Regions from separate parts of the Mus musculus genome. Here region 2 is linked to region 1. Evidence: chromatin contacts called from public Micro-C data. All regions are on one chromosome and are shown on one strand. The core of a region is the stretch at or near the end of the contact, and the rest is flanking DNA. Distances in the headings are between cores, read along the strand shown.

The links. A called contact is a pair of places that touch in the nucleus more often than the background predicts.
Region 2: a Micro-C map of embryonic stem cells shows a contact between it and region 1, with 2.5 times the contacts expected there. The contact joins the promoter of Pramel1 here to the enhancer-like site in region 1. A contact is called at or near these places in 1 of 39 promoter capture datasets (hippocampal neurons), 2 of 484 Hi-C or Micro-C datasets (embryonic stem cells and nephron progenitors) and 1 of 9 other capture datasets (adipose tissue).

The regions. Positions count from the first base shown.
Region 1 is chr4:143,285,945-143,288,644 of GRCm38.p6, forward strand. The region is part of intron 1 of Pdpn (podoplanin); the gene reads right to left. Among named protein-coding and RNA genes, the nearest start is that of Pdpn, 12 kb to the right of the region's middle. Within about 2 kb of position 1,302, at least 103 of the 459 cell types and tissues checked have an H3K27ac peak or open chromatin away from gene starts, as enhancers often do. A contact at or near this core is called in adipose tissue and embryonic stem cells, where this site is marked.
Region 2 is chr4:143,392,991-143,395,690 of GRCm38.p6, forward strand. Pramel1 (PRAME like 1) reads left to right here and starts at 1,451. Exons shown (of 4, transcript NM_031377.2): 1 at 1,451-1,553.

The DNA.
Region 1 (2,700 bases), core at 52-2,551:
CCTCCCCACTCTGAACCCTAAACTCGAATCACCATGCCTGACAGTTTTTATCTTTTACATAAATTCTGAGGCTTGAACTCTGGTCCTTATCCTTGCACACCAAGCACGCTCTACCAATCGAGCTACCTCTCCACCTCCAGCCCTCTCTGCTTTTTTGAGAGAAGCTCTCACTGTGTATACAGGACAGGCTAATCTTGATTTCTCCCTGCCATGGACTTCCAAACACTGGGATTAGAGGCTTGTGTACCAACCAACACACCTGGGCTAAACAGCTCTTTATTAATGTAGACAACTCTTGGCAGGCTTGGCCCTGCCACCCCAGGGGAGAGCATGGTATCCCCCTAACACATGACCAGCATCTGGAGCCATTTGCTGAGTGACTGACGGGCAGGCACAATCCTCCTTGGATTTATCACCCTCTCACTGTACAGTGGCTTTCACTGCAGAGCAGGTGAACGCCCTTCCCTACTGTAGGGCAGCAGTGACAGGACCCAGAACAATTCACCAGTGAGGGTGAACTCTGTGTGGCCCTGCCTGTCATTCGCTGTCACGGGTTTTGCCATAGACCAAGCTCGTTTAATGAGATGGGACACGACTGTCAGGCTGCACGATGCTGCTGGCAGGTAGGATGTGCATTTAAGAGAGGGGTGTCGGAACTGAGGTAAGCGGAGCCATGCTCCTAGCTCCTCTGAGGAACTCCTGCATGTAAATGTTAGGAGCCTGTTCCCTTGACCTCACAGTGGGTGAAGGGTTGTACATGACACTTCTGGCTGGCTGGCCCCAGTGGGCTGGAAGCAGCTTTTGAAAGTTGTTTTTTTTTTTTTTTTTTTTTTTTTTTTTCGTTTGTAGCTGGACCAGGGCAAGGAAGAAAGAGCTGGGGTATGGCTCAGTGGTAGAGTCCAGGGTTAGTATACAGCAGCCCTGGGATCATTCCCCAGAGTCAAAGGAAGGAGGAATGAAAGACAGGGAGGGGAAAGGAAAAGAAGAAAAACAAAGGTAGCTATGGGGGTGGGGTGGGGAGGGGAGAGGGCAGGGGTGGGATGGGAGAGGTAGGGGTGGTATTGTAATCTCAGCACTTGAAGGACTGAAGCAGAAAGTTCCTGAGCATGACATATCCCTGGGCTCCAGGAAGATTCTGCTGAGAAGGAATAGGAGAAGGAAGAGGAGGAAGAGGAGGAGGCAGAGAAGGAAGAAAGAAAACAGAAAAGGCAGCAGGTCTGTGGCTGCTAAGGACTTTTATTTTGACAGCTAGAAGTCAGTAAGTGACTGGGCAGGAGGAAGGGGGAGGGATACTCCAGGCCACCCAAGCACACCCTCCCCTCCTCTCCTCTCCTCTCCTCTCCTCTCTGAAGGGTCCAGGGGGTCAAAGTAGTTACTTCTGACTGAATTTACACAAGAATGAATAAAACCTACAACCGGGAACTGGGCGTGGTGGCACACACCTTTAATCCAGAGCACTCGGGAGGCAGAGGCAGGCGGATTTCTGAGTTTGAGGCCAGCCTGGTCTACAGAGTGAGTTCCAGGACAGCCAGGGCTACACAGAGAAACCCTGTCTCGGAGAAAAAAAAAAAAAAACCTACTACCGGGTGCTTTCCTGGGGTCTTTACAAAACTCCTGCAACAAGTACCATTCCTGCTTTTCAGGAGGATAGTGAGGGTGAGGTGGAGAGTTAGGGGGCCGTCAGCTCAGTGAGCAGGTGGCAATGGTGGCTTCAGTCAGAATCCAGATCCATCAGAGTGCAAAGCCCACTCTACTTAAAGATTGATTTATTCATGCATGAGTACACTGTAGCTGTCTTCAGACACACCAGAAGAGGGCATCTGATCCCATTCCAGATGGTTGTGAGCCACCATGTGGTTGCTGGGAATTGAACTCAGGACCTCTAGAAGAGCAATCAGTGCTCTTAACCGCTGAGCCATCGCTCTAGCACTTACAAAGGCCACTATGTCTCTGGGTCACTCTTGCCTCACTCCTTGAAGGTTCTCCCCCTCTCTCCCTCCTCCACGCCCCCCCCCCCCGCCCCCCCCCCCCGTCCATCCTTGGATGTTCAGACACATGCGTGAGCACATGTGGGCAGGTGTGTGCACATGTATGTGGAAGCCAGAGGTCAACCTCAGGCACACTTCCTAGATAGAAACTGTCTTCTGCCTTGTCTTCTGAGAAGAAGTCTCTCTAGGACCCAGAATTTGCTGATTACGCCCAGTTGGCAGCTGGCTAGTGAGTTCCACCCAGGGAATCCTCCTTCTTCTCCCCCCCCCCCCCCGCCCCCCCAGACCAGGAGACTGCAAGCACTTGCCACCATGCCTGGCTTTTTGTGTGGGTGCTGGGAACTGAACTTAGGTTCTCATGCCTGCAAGACAAGCACTTTACCAACACAGCCACTCCCCAGCCCTGAGCCTGTACCCTTTAAGGAAAAGGCTGGGTACACTGTTGACCACGGATGGTTTCTAATGGAGCTTGAAGCTGGGCTGCTGAGGTCCATCTCCCGACACTGCTGCTACCCACCCCAACCTTCACCCATTGCCCAGGGGAAAGCCCCTCTCTCTACAGAAAAGCCAGGAGGAAGTATCTCCATGGGCTTAGCCATACTGGGCCATTCACTATTTCCTCCCTATGAGGTTCTAGAACTTTCTTTTGAGCAAACTGCTGTTCTGCTGAGTTTACTGCCCCGCCTGAAGACACAGAATGAGTAGGTGAATG
Region 2 (2,700 bases), core at 201-2,700, 110 kb after region 1:
AGCAGGGTGGTTTGTGCCCACTATGCCCGGCTACTTTTTATTTTTCTGTGAAATAGACTAACCCTTTGCTATCTTTCTTCCCAACTGTTGCAGTCAACATATTGAAAAATCTGTTTGTGGGGTGAATCCATGATTGAGCCTTGACTTTAACCCCATCTTAATTCTTCCCTTGTGGGGAGAACACAGATCAGACTCACTTTGTGTGTGTGTGTGTGTGTGTGTGTGTGTGTGTGTGTGTGTATCAGAGTGCCTTTATATTGTTCTAGGCCTTGCTGTGTAGAGACCTGGATTGCCCCAAACTCATCCTAACCTCCTGCCTCTGCCTCCAGAGTGCATAACCACAGCCCCATCTTCTCTTTTTTTCTCTTCTTCCTCTTCTTCCTCCTCCTCCCCTCCTCCCCCTCTCTTCCTCCCTCCCTCCCTCTCTTTTATAGGCAGGGTCTCATCAAGTACATCAAGTAGTCTAGGTTGGAGCCTGGAAGTCAATATTTAGTTATCCCGGGCCTAAAGTCACAGAGATTCTTCTGCCTCTGCCTCCTGAGTGTTGGAATTAAAGGTACGCACTACTACAGTCCCGCCCTTTGTGTGTGTGTGTGTGTGTGTGTGTGTGTGTGTGTGTGTTTCATCCAGTAGTCTTGGCCAGGGCCTCAGGGCCTGGAATTTAATATTTAATTAAGAAAATGCTGGGCCTAAAGTCAGAAATCCTCCTGCCTCTGCCTTTTGAGTGAAGAATTAAAGGTGGGCAATACCATAGCCACACTTTAATTTCTTTTTTCTTTTCGGTTTTTTTTTTTTTTTTTTTTTTTTTTTTGGAGACAGGGTTTCTCCGTATAGCCCTGGCTGTCCTGGAACTCACTCTGTAGACTAGGCTGGCCTCGAATTCAGAAATCCACCTGCCTCTGCCTCCCAAGTGCTGGGATTAAAGGCGGGTGCCACCACTGCGGCTTAATTTTATTATTATTTTTTAAGGCAGGGTCTTATCCAGTAGCCTTGGTTGGAGCCTGGAAGTCGATATTTAGTTAGACACAATACTGGGCCGAAAGTTAGGGATCCTCCTGCCTCTGCCTCCTGAGTGCTGGAATTAAAGATGGATACCAGCACCAACGCAGCAATCCCCCCTACCGCCCCCGCCTTATTTTCAAACATGGACTCATCCAGTAGTCTTAGCCAGAGCCTGGGAAATCGATATTTAGTTAGCGAAGAAAGGCCGGGCCTAAAGTCACAGAGATGCACCTGCCTCAGCCTCCTGGCCAACGCTGTAAGTCTCCCTCCACATCCGGCTCTAGATTCAAAAAAGCGTTGGAGGAGTGGGGGGGCGAAATCCCGTGAAAGTGGGCGGAGCCTGAGACGTCCAATCAAGTGGCGGCTTGTATGGGGGGCGGGGCCCGAGCTTATTTCAGCGGCGTGGGAGCAGAACGTTGTGTTAAAGCTTCGGCGGCCACGAGAGCGAGCGCTTCCTGTCAGGTCTCTGTGAGTTTGAGGCCAGCGGGGGAGACAGAGGGACCGGAGGGCTCCGGGGCGGCTCGGAGACATCTTGCTTCTGTCCATCTCTGGTAAGCCATTTTGTCCCTCAGTAGCAGCAGCAGCGGGCGAGGCCGGAGGATCGCTTCAACCCTTGGTAAAAAAAAAAAAAAAAACAACAAAATAAACGCCCCACTCCGTGCCATCACCCCGTGCTCTTCCAGACACGTCGGGGAGACTTGACTAACGGGTGCGCTGACAGGATAAGGCCGTTCTTTCTCACTCTGCTTTTTTTTGAAGTAGGCCTTCGTCTGTGAGGGCCCCAGGGCCCGCCAGGAAATCAGTGCGTCGTTTCGGGCTTCAAACACTTCCGGCATGCTAGGATTAAGTGCCGAGTTATCGAGCCTGTGTGACTGACTGAAGAATAACTTGAGTGTGGCTAGGATTAGGAGTGTGTGCTCGCACACCTTGTTTATCAATGCATTCCATCAGCCAGGTTGCTTCCCCCCCCAGTCAGAGATTGCTTCTTTTGAACTTTGCCACCCCCACCCCCCCCCAAGGCTAACAACCGTTTTAATTCGAAGTTCCTCACTAGATCGGGCCTTCCGAGAGGATGGGGGTAGGCTGGGCCCTTAGGCAGTCATCTGGGCATCTGGCCTAGATGGGTGGGTCACATCCTGCGTTAGATTCATTACATTTACGAAGTAGTAGTGAAATGCTTTTAAGGGTGTGGGTGTGTGTGTGTGTGGGGTCCCAGCATTAGGAAGGTTTGAGAATTGCTGTGCAAAGCTGGGTGGGTGGTGGTGGCTCCAGCACTCAAGAGGCAAAGGGCCAGCCTGGTCTATAGTAAGCCAAACTTGGGTAGAGTCACTCATGACTTTGATTTCTTGTTGGAGTACTGTCTGAGATGGGTAGATATTTATTCATATTCTCTCAATTTACTAGGCAGACCAGGTTAGATGGCATAGGGTTTTAATGAGTTGTAGACAGACTTTTTAAAAGTGGGCATAGTGCCAAATGCCCTTTGGGGAGGTGGGTGGAGGTTGGTTTGGGGTTTTTTTGAGGCAGGGTTTCTGTGTATATCCACCATGGCTGTCCTGTGCCAACACACTGGGCAGCCTGGAACTTATGTAGATCCCTCTACCTTAGTTTTGAGTGTTCTGATGATAATGTGAGTCACCGCTCTAGACTTAGAAGAAACTTTTCTCCTACAGAAATTCAACCCTTGGCATTTAAAGT